2 separate regions of the Ovis aries genome follow, and region 1 is linked to region 2. The links are chromatin contacts, called in public Hi-C maps. All regions are on one chromosome and are shown on one strand. Each heading gives the region's core, a stretch centred on a gene start, on an enhancer-like site or on the middle of the called end of the contact. The rest is flanking DNA. Distances are from core to core; before and after follow the strand shown. Region 1 overlaps ARHGEF5 (Rho guanine nucleotide exchange factor 5). Region 2 holds the start of ARHGEF5 (Rho guanine nucleotide exchange factor 5).

What was found. Hi-C and Micro-C count contacts between places; a contact is called where the count stands out from the background.
Region 1: a contact with region 2 is called in a Hi-C map of tail adipose tissue, with 5 times the contacts expected there. The contact joins the enhancer-like site here to the promoter of ARHGEF5 in region 2. A contact is called at or near these places in 5 of 16 Hi-C or Micro-C datasets (liver, omental adipose tissue, skin fibroblasts and 1 more).

Annotation. Positions count from the first base shown.
Region 1 is chr4:108,805,142-108,811,080 of ARS-UI_Ramb_v3.0, reverse strand. It overlaps ARHGEF5 (Rho guanine nucleotide exchange factor 5), which reads right to left. Exons shown (of 16, transcript XM_042248968.1): 16 at 5,040-5,744. The coding sequence ends at 5,587. Among named protein-coding and RNA genes, the nearest start is that of NOBOX, 21 kb to the left of the region's middle. Within about 2 kb of position 1,795, at least 23 of the 54 cell types and tissues checked have an H3K27ac peak or open chromatin away from gene starts, as enhancers often do. A contact at or near this core is called in liver, where this site is marked.
Region 2 is chr4:108,772,719-108,778,619 of ARS-UI_Ramb_v3.0, reverse strand. It overlaps ARHGEF5 (Rho guanine nucleotide exchange factor 5), which reads right to left and starts at 2,584. Exons shown (of 16, transcript XM_042248968.1): 1 at 2,468-2,584. LOC132659777 (a long non-coding RNA gene) reads left to right here and starts at 2,694. Exons shown (of 2, transcript XR_009600575.1): 1 at 2,694-4,023.

The sequences.
Region 1 (5,939 bases), core at 546-3,045, 33 kb before region 2:
CAGGTAGGTTCTTTACCACTAAGCCTCCAGGGAAGCCCTGTTATTTCCTATAACTCTTCATTATTTGAATCAGTGAAATCAGGTCCATTTTCATACCCAGGGAAATAAAATGTGTCCCTAGAACTTATTTAAAGGACTATTGTCAAATGTTTGGGGAAAAAAAAATTACCCATTCATTTTCTTGGATTTTCAACTGGAAAACTCCTCCTTCATCTTTTTTTCCCCTTTAATTTGCTAATGCCAGTACCACTGATTTCACAAAAGAAGTCCAGTGTTTCTGCACACATTCCATCTTCCATCAAGGATCCTCCTGTCCTTTCCTCCCCTAAAGCCGAGGACACACACATACACACATACACACACCACACTCAGGAAACTCTCCCGTTCACACACACACCGCGCTCGGGAAACTCTCTAGCTCACACACACTGTGCTCGGGAAACCTTCCAGTTCACATACACACAGCTCTCAGGAAACTCTCCAGTTCTTAAGGCCCTGCTGTGCAAGGATGATGAATGCCTGCAAAAGCCACACCTTATCTTTCTTTCCAGTCTGTTGCCTGGCCAAGCTTAGTCCAATCACTAAAACCTGTTTATTAACCATTCCACAAGTCTGACCGCCAGCTCGTCTCACTTCTCAAAACTTATCTGCCTCTCCATATTCTGTTTACGCAGCCTTTGCATTTTAGAGCAAGTCACTGTCAACCTTTTGTGAGCCACACAAATGGCGCATGCTGCAGATCATGTGCTAAAATCCTAGAGGTAAACAGCAGGCTGTTTGGATTTGCAGTTTACAACTCTCTGGCTGTGTGGTATTAAGCCAGTTGTCCCCCTTCCGCAAGCTACTGTGTGACCAGGAAGGGGATAGACACAAAGAACTTCGGGGTCCTTTCCACTCCAACAGCGGGTGGTTTTCTCATCCCCAATGGTGGATCTCAGAAAGAAAACACTCTATAACTGGCTGGATGCGTCCCATCCATGGGGCCCTCTTTCCTCCCAGCATTTTCCTTTTCTTCCCAAGGCTGCCTCCGTGATGGCTGGAATCTCTTGCCAGACTTGTGGACTCTTACAGACTCTACCAGGGTCTTCCCTGGTCTGTGGCCCTCAGCCACTTTGCCCAGCAGTCTGAACTCTCTCCCTGGCCTTTTGGGGCCCTGAGGCCCATGAGCAGATGCAGAACCTCCATGTCATTCAGTGCAAACTAATGCGGCTCCTGCTTTCCTTTGGGCTTTCCATCGGCATTGTTCAGAGGTAATTGCTCAGGTAAACCGCCAGGAAAATATCTATCTGCCCATTGGTGCTTCTGGAGAGCTCTGTGGGCCAGACTCAGGCCCCTCCCTGTAGCAGGCTCTGCCCTCAGGGCGGTGACTCATTCACCAAGCAGCTGGGATCAGTAGTCACTCCCTCCTAGCTCCCTTACCAGCTTGGAAAAAAGTTTACGGCTCACATCAACCCAACCCCTTTCCTTCCCCAGTTGCTGGTGCCCAGCCTTCCCGGAAAGAAGAGACAAGACACCCTCTTTCACTTACCGACACTCCCCGAGGGGTCTTCCTTCGGCCCTCGCCTCCCTCTGGGGATGTTTCCCTGGAAATTCTGCAAGTGAAGGGATGCTGTGCTTTACCCTCTTCCCAGGAAGAGGCTGGAGTAACTTCCACTCTGTAATTGGCATTGGAAACGGGTGGGTTGGAAGAAATGGGTCGAAAGCCATTAGGGATAGAGAATGTTTTCAGTCTACCTGAAACATGACTAAGTCTGGCGTCTGTCTCCCTTTAGTTCATTTGCCTGTAACCTTTGGCCCCTTGGCACACCTGATTTCAGGAGATTACATTAAACAGCAGGCTTTGAGCCGCACAGCTCCTGAGTCATATTTATAGCAGATGCGGCTCTAAGGTAACTGAGCTGTGTGAGTGATAGGGTCAAGTCACCACCGGCAGAAGGATATTTACCTAGAGGTGTGGACAACCAAGTGCAAGCACGCCCAGGCCTCAGTGATGTGTCTCCGGGTGGGTGGGTGAGGTTCGGTTTTGTCTATAAACAGCTGCTGCACCAAAATGCTGCATTTCTAATCTGACTTCATGAACCAGAAGAAGTTATGATAAAGAGAGCATCACTAAATAGAGACAATTATGGGTAGATTGACATGGGGTCCAAGAGGAAACTGGGTTTATTGCAGGGGGATAAATATGTGTGTGAAAGAAGGAGAGCCAGGGAATGTCATTTCTTTACATTTTCAAAGACTTTTAAACAACTTCTATCCCAAAGACTAATAACAAAACAGGGACATCCCTGGAGGTCCAGACGTGAAGATTTTGCCTTCCACTGAAGGAGGTACGGGTTCAGTTCCTGGTTGGGGAGCTAAGATGCCATGTGCTTCATGCCCAAAACACCAAAACATAAAACAGAAGCGATATTGTGGCAAATTCAATAAAAGACTTTAAAAAATGGGCCACATAAAAAAAAAAAAATCTTAAAAAAAAAAAAACATCAGTCATCCTAGGACCAAAATCCATTTTACTTTGTGTTGTGGAGATAGAAGTTGTTTAAGAGAAGATGAAATCAGGGGAAATAAACACATCTCCAACTGTGAGCCTTCCAGATACTGACATGTAAGCTGATCTTATTAAAGTCATTGTAAATGACCGTGATAGCCTAAGTGCTGAACTCTTAGAATCATAACATCACAGTTAACTCTAAATGAAAAGCTGATGGCGAAAATAACCTTTACAAAACAGCTTTCTAAGTCGTGTGAGTGGATAAAATTGACAGACAAAATTTAATGGGATCAAGAGCCCAAAGGAAGTGACTCAGCGTATATCTATAGGATTTTAAGCTCCAAGCTTGTTACAATTCAGCAAAGGAGCAATAAATAGGACTCCTAAAGACACTGTCCTCAAAAAAATGCCAACAAAATACCATCTATCATCGTATGCGGCTCAAATACAGTCTGTCCAGGAAGTGCTGGTTAAGAGCTGTCTTCATGATTTCTCATAAGGAATTGCTATGTTTCTAATGCACTGATGCCAATGAGGAGTAACGAAGAAATTGAGTTAAATCCTGAAAATCTGAAGAGGGAAGGGACAGTGACAAGAACTGTGCCCCATTGTTTGAAACCCAAAGTATAAAAATTTAGTAACTCAATTCAGAAAACATTATTCATACCTAAGCCCTTTTGTTGTTGTCGCTTGATTTTTGTTTTTAAAACGAAGGATCTAAAGACAAGTTGACGTCAAGTATCTCTTAATTTCCCAGATTAGGTGAGAATAACCTGATTAAACAAATATCTATTAAATACCTCAAGACAAGTTCAGCTCTAATAGAAGTCAGTTTAAAGGTGCTTAGAAAACCTTAGCAACTTCAAGCAAAGAAGCAGTCATTTAACTAAAAACATTTTTTTTTAACATATATATCATTCAGAAGTTGATATTTTATCTCCCTGGGAGAGTAAGGGAGCATTTGCCTAGAAAATATAAGGTTGGATATGGCTCTCTTTGAGTCATAAGGCCAGTGTTCAATTATTGGTGTGAGCAAAGATCTGGATGAAAATTACTGTTATTAATATTAAGAAGAATCAGTTGTTAGTTTACATATAATATATACATTTAACATATATTAATACTTAAAAGCTAACTTTATGAAAAGATGTAAAATCTTAATTGAACTTCTCTAAAGTCATGTCTCGGAGAAGACAATGGCACCCCACTCCAGTACTCTTGCCTGGAAAATCCCATGGACGGAGGAGCCTAGAAGGCTGCAGTCCGTGGGGTTGCTAAGAGTCAGACATGACTGAGCGTCTTCACTTTCACTTTTCACTTTCCTGCATTGGAGAAGGAAATGGCAACCCACTCCACTGTTCTTGCCTGGAGAATCCCAGGGACGGGGGAGCCTGGTGGGCTGCCATCTATGGGGTCGCACAGAGTCGGACACGACTGAAGTGACTTAGCAGCAGCAGCAGCAGCAGCAGCAGCAAAGTCATGTCTATTTTAGCACTGTCAGACTGTTTAGGATAAATTAGTATTATTCTGAACTTAATTAACTTAATAGTGATAACTTTTCTAAAGATTAAGTAAGCTAACTTACATTTTAGGATGGATTGTAAACAAAATGTGTTATCAAAAGTGATACTATCATGTCATATCACAGTTAATTGGGATATGAGACCAAATTTAGAGTATTATTCTTACCTTTGTATAAAGCTGCAGTGCAATTCTACCCTGAGGCCCTCTAAAGATAAAGCATGGCAAAGGAAGAGACAACCCACTCCAGTATTCTTGCCTGGGAAATCTCATGGACAGAGGAGCCTGGCGGGCGAGAGCCCATGGGGTCGCAAGAGCTGGACATGACTGAGCAACTAAACCACCACCACCGGAGATAAAGCCGAGGGGTAGAATGTCCAGGGATGGACCACAACGTGCCCACTTAAAAGATGACTGTACCATTGCTGTGTGACGACTCGACATGAGGAAAAAAATGTAAGTGGGTATGTTCTCCACCTGAGAAGGGCAAACTGATGGAAGACAGAGAATCATGCATCACAGAGTCGGATGGAAGTCTGGAGGTTACGTGGCTTAATTCGGCATTTTACATTTAAGGAAAGTGAGAAGTAGGCAGGCTGCATCGTGGTGAGGCACTAACTGGAAGTTGGGTCTTGCGACCTGGATTCTAGGATTCTGCTATTTCCGTACTCTTTCTCACACAGAGGATGACGCAGCGGTGATGACACCCTTCCAGTATCTAAAGTCAAAATATAAAATCCATGAAGGGTCTGAGTAACAGTTCCAAATCCACCTAAACTAGCTTAGACCTTAACCTGTGGGTTCAGTTAAAAAAAGGTTTGGAGTTTTCATCACCCATCAACTCATTCTACTTCCTGATACAAACTCTGAGGCCATAACAAGCAGAAAAACTGCCCAAACGCTCCACAGTCAAAGAAAGATTTGGCCACTGCTGTAACCCAGTCAGCATCGTGGTCTTTCATGACATCTGAACCGTGGGATCCCATGTTCTGAACCTCGCTCAGTGCTCAGGAGTCTGGGGAGAAAATACTTGGAGAAGTGCCAGCTTTATTAGAGTGAGGGTGTATCACCTCACATAGCCACCGACAGACCCCAGAGACCCAGGCACTGCCCTTGCCCAGTAATTACGGGATATCTCCAGGGTTGGAAGATACCTTAAAAGGTCACCGGGTTAATCCTCCCATCTGATTTGTCCATCCTCCTCAAAATCTCCCTCCAGATTCTGTTTAATACACGGCCGTGATGGAAACTCTGGTCAGCTCTGAATCTGTACTCTGAAAGCGTTTAGCTGCAGGGCAGGAGAAGTGAAGTTCCTTGGCTTAGGCCCCATGGATCCCTTTTTCTATGAGAAAAGGTTCTCAGAGTCCAGTGTAAAGTCCCTCAAAATCCCCACACCAAATACAAAGCACACAAAAAAAGGAGGCCTGGGACTAGCTCATGGCAGCTGGGTGTTGTCCTTGGGCTTCAGAAGGCCTAGTTCCTGATGCACAGAAGGCTTCCACCACCGCGTTCCGGGCCAGCCCTGTCCAGGAACATCTCATCCTTAAGCTCGGGGGTTTCCTCCCAGGAAACGGCTAGGCCTGCTGCTCCACCAGCTGCAGCTTGGCAGTCTTGACTCGGTGGGCTTCCTTCAGGTTCCGTGCACGGACCTCTGGGTTAGAGATGAACTCCACTTGTTGTAGAGGGAACCAGCCTTGCTCCCCATCGGACAGTCTCACGCCTTCCAGCCAGCCTATGGGCACAGGGTGAATGGGAAGAAGAATTACCTGGCAAAGACTCACAATAATTTCCCCCGGACCTCCTTCCTGGACGCACTTGTGAATTAAAAGCTATGGGAACTGGAGAGTCCCCAGCATGGGGAATTCAGCCTCCCCATGTACTCACCCTGGCTGCTCTAGGTCTGATACAGTCTGTAGCTGCCCACTTC
Region 2 (5,901 bases), core at 1,335-3,834:
CCGCCTCATCGCTTTCTGCACGGGGGGTGAATGATCATTTTTATCCGAGTACAGGCAAAGACAGAGCACAGCATGGGTGACCTGGTCTTCCTCCAGGCCAGGGTCATCTTTGCATCTGCTGCCCCTGTTCACATGCGACTTCTTTCAGGACAAAACTCCAAGTCACTCCAATGACAGTGTGTGACAGAACTCAACCCCCCCCCCCCCCCCCCACCATAAAGCCTCCAATACCTTAGCTCTGGCCTATTTCAACTCACCAGATGTGAATTTGTATTTCAAAGATACCCCTCCTCCTCACCTGGACCCCTCATCACACTACTGCTTCTTCAGTCCAATGCCAAGTGCCAAGTATACTTCTGAAGTGGATTTTGCAGCAGTGTTAGTTTCAAATATCCTGACTTACACCACAAATCACTGAAGTACTCTTGCGATTACAATACTTCTGCATATACACTGTGTCATCTATATTCTATTTTAGGAAAATACCCACCAAATCAAAAGACACATTCTCATTTTGCTTTCAAATCAAAAGACACATTCTCATTTTGCTTTCAAAAATAAGACCCATAGATGGATGCCTTTATTCATTGTTTGACATTACTGCCCTCGATGCTACATCAAAATAAGAGTAGCTTTCTGGACCACTAACTGCTAAGATCTGTGTTCTACATATTTGAGGAAAGCCCCACCATCCAAGTGAAAGCTGTAATAAACACCTCTATCTATTCCCTAATGTCTGAAAACACCACATCATTCAGTGCTTTGTAGCCCCAATGGGCTTACACAGACCATCATTAGTGGCAATGCTAACACAGAGCCCACAAACCCACCGGTGGCCCTGGTGCCATCCACACAGAAGTGTGAGTGACCTGTTTGTGTCCTTAACCTAGACCCTGACGGTCACCTTGTTGACACTGTACGTGACCAGCTCCAGTTCACTCCACAGACATAGTGAGTGACTCAGCCCTGTCTGCACCAGATGCTGTAAATCATCTGCTTGGGTCTACACCACTTGAGTAACCCCGATCCCGTCCTTGTCCACACCACAGTGTGACTGACCGCTCCAGACACCACGAATGACATATTCCTTGTCTATCCCACAAACACTGTGCTTATGAGGCCACAGACAACCCCAGACAGACCACACTGTGGACAGCCATACACTCCAAGAACCCCGAAATGATAAAGACTCTTGACTAAGAACCACTGTATCCTTCTGATAAGAGATTCCTCCTCCCACCTCCTGCCTTCTCTTTCTGCCCCACCAGGACAGTGACCTACATTCCTCCTGTGGGACATCTCATTTGATTGACGCCCCACATCCCTTCCCCTCCCCAGCTCCCCAAGAAACCCCCACCATGGACATGGTTCCAATTTCAGGCCCACAGACTGGCGAATAGATGATCCCCATTTTGCCAGGGCCAGAGGTGGGTGGGGGTGGGCGCCTAGGGAGCTAAACCAGGAAGTCTGAACAAGAGGCCACATCGGGAGCTCTTTAGTCAGGGGCTGGGAATTCTGGAGTCGACAAAGGATGCAAGATCCTGGACAGCAGTAGGGGAACAGAAGGGGACAAAAGATAGAAAAGTCACGCTCCCTCCCTTGTCTGTCGGACACACCCTTCCCCTCAATCTGACAAGAGTCCTGGCCAGAGTTCACGTCTAGGCAGACAGGAGGGCAAATCTGGCTTGGGAACCCCAGATTCAGGAAGGCGAGCAGGGGCTTAGATCTGAGATTTGCGGAACGGCGCTGGGGGGGATGCTCCGAATCGGGGCTCAGAAGGGTGTTCTAACACCCCCGCCCCCAGCCCAGCTCTGCACAGCTCCCTTCCTACCTCGCCGGGTTCTGAAGGCAATGCTGGGATCCGCAAGAAGCCTTGGGAGCCCTCCCCGGGTGTGGGGAAACGGGAGGGGGGCAGGGCGCGAGCCCTTGTTTACAGGTTGAGGCACCTCCTCGGCTCCCAGCGAATAGCTTAGACACACACACAGTAGGCGAGTCCACAGGCAGATAAGCGAAGGAAGGCCCGGCCCGAGTAGGAAAAAGCAGACAGCAAAACACCTCCAGGGAGGGCGTCCGTCCACAAAGGGAATCTCGGCTACACCTCATTACAGGAGCGGGCTTTCCCCAGGGCCTGGACTTGGAAGAAAGAGCCCTGATCACCGGCCCGCGGAACATCTTAAGGGCAGGGTGCCCATTTCCGAGGCGGGGACCAGGCCGGAAGCAAAGTTTTCCAGGCAGGAGCCCTTCCTCCCGCGTCTCTCCCCTCTCCCAGACCAGGTGCTCGGGCCCCGCACCCCACCTCCGCCCACCTGCCCGGCGCGCTCCCCCCCACTTTCTGGAGCCCGCGCCCCGGAGCCCGCGGGGGCTGCTCCCAAGGTGAAGGCCTCGATTCCCGGGCTTCCCGCCCCCTCGCTTCCCCTCCGCCCGGGCGCCACAGCCGCCCGCCCGGAGCCGGGCACCGGGCACCCACCTGGGTCGGTGTCACATGCTGTCCGGGCGCCCCCCCCGCGTCCCCTCGGGTCCCCCGCCGGCCGGCCGTCCCCAGCGCAGGCCCCGGCCGCCCCGCCCGGCCGGGAGGGAGGGATCTGGTTCTCCTCGGAAGTTTCAGGTGAGGAAACCAGGGACACACCTTCCTGGGGGAGGGCCGGGGCCGGTCCGCGCCGCGGCCTCATTGGTGTGAAGGCAGCGCCCGCGTCAGAGCTGGGAAGTGCCGGCCCGGCCGGGACGGGAGCCCGGGGCCGGGCGGGAGCCCTGGGCCCGCGGGCCGGCCCGAGGGCGTGGGAGCGGAGAGCGGACCGCGGGGCCTCCCCTGGGTCGGCTAGGTCTCTCAGATCTGCCTGGTGTTTCTTCTCCCGGGTGTTTCTCCAGGTCTTTACCTGAGCTGGCCCCTGACCAGTCCTCCGTCCCCCACCCCTGCTTCGGTGTTCTTCTGAAGCTCACCTCTTGGCCAGTCTGTCTCTTGAGTTTTCTGTGTTCGTCTGTATTTGAGTCTTTATCATGAGGCCTCAGTGTTAATTTCTCTTCCTTGATGGCTACCAGCCTCTTCCTACATGAGGAAGGGTGTATCCGGCTCCTTTTTCACTTTTCTGCCTGCACTCCTGCCCCCTACCCCTCAATCCCCCAGACCCCCATCTTTCCCTTTCCTGCTGGCTTTTGACTCTCTAGGAGGCCATCTCTCTCAGTGCCAGGCCTCTCCAAAATAGCTTGTCCATGTCTTTCCTCTTTGTATGACCTGAGTTCACATCTCCCAGGACGTGGGTTCCTTCTGGCTTCTTCCCAGGACAAGTATGTGTGTTGGTATGTAAGTATCTAAGCCTACATCTCAGGCCTGTGCGTTTTCTCCTGCCTATATATTTCTCCTCTGATGTTTTCAGGGACACTTTGTGTTTTCCTGGTCTCTGAGACCAAGGTTGAGTGGGTCTATCTTTATGCCGCTTCACAGACTTCAGGGAGGGCTTCCTTGGTAGCTAGCTCAGCTGGTCTGTCTAAAATGAGGGAGACCTGGGTTCAGTCCTTGGGTTGGGAAGATCCCCTGGAGAAGGGAACTGCTACCCACTCCAGTATTCTGGCCTGGAGAACTCCATGGACTCTGTTAGTTCATGGGGTTGCAAAGAATCGGACTCAGCTGAGCAACTTTCACTTTCATAGACTTCAGGGAACCAACCCATAACATTCTATGGTGTAGTCCCCTACGCACATAGGGCAAGAATCCCACATGTAGGGGACAGAGATTTTTGGTATGTTCATTTCAATTAGATCAGCCCCTAACCTCACTCCTTACTCCAGGGGTTTCCATGATGAAATAAGTCAAGTGTGTTCAGATGCTTCAGTCATGTCTGGCTCTGAGTGACCCCTGGACTGTAGCCCGCCAGGCCCCTCTGTCCATGGGATTCTCCAGGCAAGAACACTGGAGTGGGTTGCCATGCCCTCCTCCAGGGGGTCTTCCTGACCCAGGAACTGAACCTGCATCTCCCACGGCTCCTGCATTGGCAGGTGGATTCTTTACCACTAGCATCACTTGAGAAGGTAAGTAGAATCTTTATGGGCTTTCTGACTGTTTTGTTCTTAGGACTGCCATGCTCTATAAGCCCAACAGCTAGTTGGTTAGACCATTTCCAGGTTACTGTGCCCATTGGCTACTGCACTGATCCCAGCTGACCAGGCCTACCAGCATTGGAACAGGCTTTAGGACAGAATGCCACTTGGTCTTTTCTCCAATAGGGTCCTGATACATCTCTATATTTAAAGAGTGTGCTACTTTGGCTGTATTACTCTGAGGAGTTAAGCCCTAAGTAGTCCAGAAGCCTTTAACCTATTCCGAGCTGCTGTGTAAGGTGTGGGTGGACATGGGGAAAACCAGGAGACTCAGAGTTAAGGTGTGTAAGCACAGGCTTCTCACTTGCCATATGCTCAGCAAGAGAAGAAGATTGAGGAGTGCAGTTAGTCAAAAAGTTTAAGCTAGAGCTGTCTAGTTCTCAACTGGGAGAGAAAATTCAGTCCAGAGTGTGAGATAGCCCTTGATTTCTAATGGCTGAGCCAAGCCAGTTGGATCCTGGGCAGAAGTGACTGATCTCTGCTATTTCGTCCTATCTCCTGGGGGTGGGTAGTGTGGTCAGAGGTGCTGGGACTGCCTTCATCTTCTTCTTTTTTAATCTTTTGGCTGCGCCATGCAGCATATGGGATGTAGGATCTTATTTCCCCAACCAGAGATCAAACTCACGCTCCCTGCCTTGGAAGCACAGAGTCTTATCCTTGGACCATCATGGAAGTTCCTGGCGCTGCCTTCTAAACCAGCCTGATTATTCTTCCTGCTCCACTCTGACTTCCCTTGGTTCTCCTTCTAGCCCTTCATCTTCTCTGAGTGTCAAGTCTCAGAGACTTGACCTTCTCTTAATCTGCCAGCTTTGACCTATCGGCGGCATTTTTTTTTCTTTTCTCTTAAGTCACTACCCTTGAGTCAGTGATCTTGGGGTCATTGAGAGCTAGGCATACAAGGCTTGACCTGACTTTTCAACTAGTAGTAAGATGAAAATTACCAGGAAGTAGGAAAGCTGAAAATTACCACTTAGGGAGTTGACTCTCCCCATGGAGCAACACTGTCTGCGGGGTGTTTGCAATGTGGGAATCATCTGGCACCCCAGTTTTCTCTTCCCTTCACTGTGCATAGCAGTCGTCGTCTTTTTTTTTTTTTTTTTTTCCGTGTTCTTGGTGAGTGGTCTTCTTAATAAGGCCAGTCATCCTATTCCAAGATCTTGATATTTTGCTTGGGCCGTTTCCTCTATAAAGGACCAGAGATGAGAGAGAATGATTCAGTAGAAAGAGGATGGAATTTAGATTCAGATAGGGGTGGATCTGACTCTCACCCTCAACACTTTCCAGTGGCTCAGCAGGTCAAGAATCCACCAGCAAAGCAGGAAACACAAGAGACGCCGGTTCAGTCTCTGGGCCAAGGAAGATCCCCTGGAGAAGGAAATGGCAACCCACTCCAGTATTCTTGCCTGAAAAATCCCATGGACAGAAGAGCCTGGTGGGCTACCGTCCAGTGGGTCGTAAAGACTCAGACATGACTGAGAACACACAGCACAGCTCACCACTTACTTAATGCAAAAATTGGGCATTATTAACCTTCCTGTGCTTCCTCTTTGTCTTTCTAGGCTTCGTTTTTCTACTGTCTTAGGCGGGGAAAGTAATATTTAATAATACCTGCCTCCCTAGGTTGTTGTGGTGATTCACTAAGCTAATATACAGAATCACCCTAGTACAAGGGTAGAAGGGGATTGATATGGGCTGGTTTCCTTTCCTAACAGTGCCTGATAATTATGCATGTTGAATGAATACATTTACAATAAGAAAGCGATAAGAGCTGGGAAAGGTAAACTAATTCAAAGTAAAGTTATTTTAAAA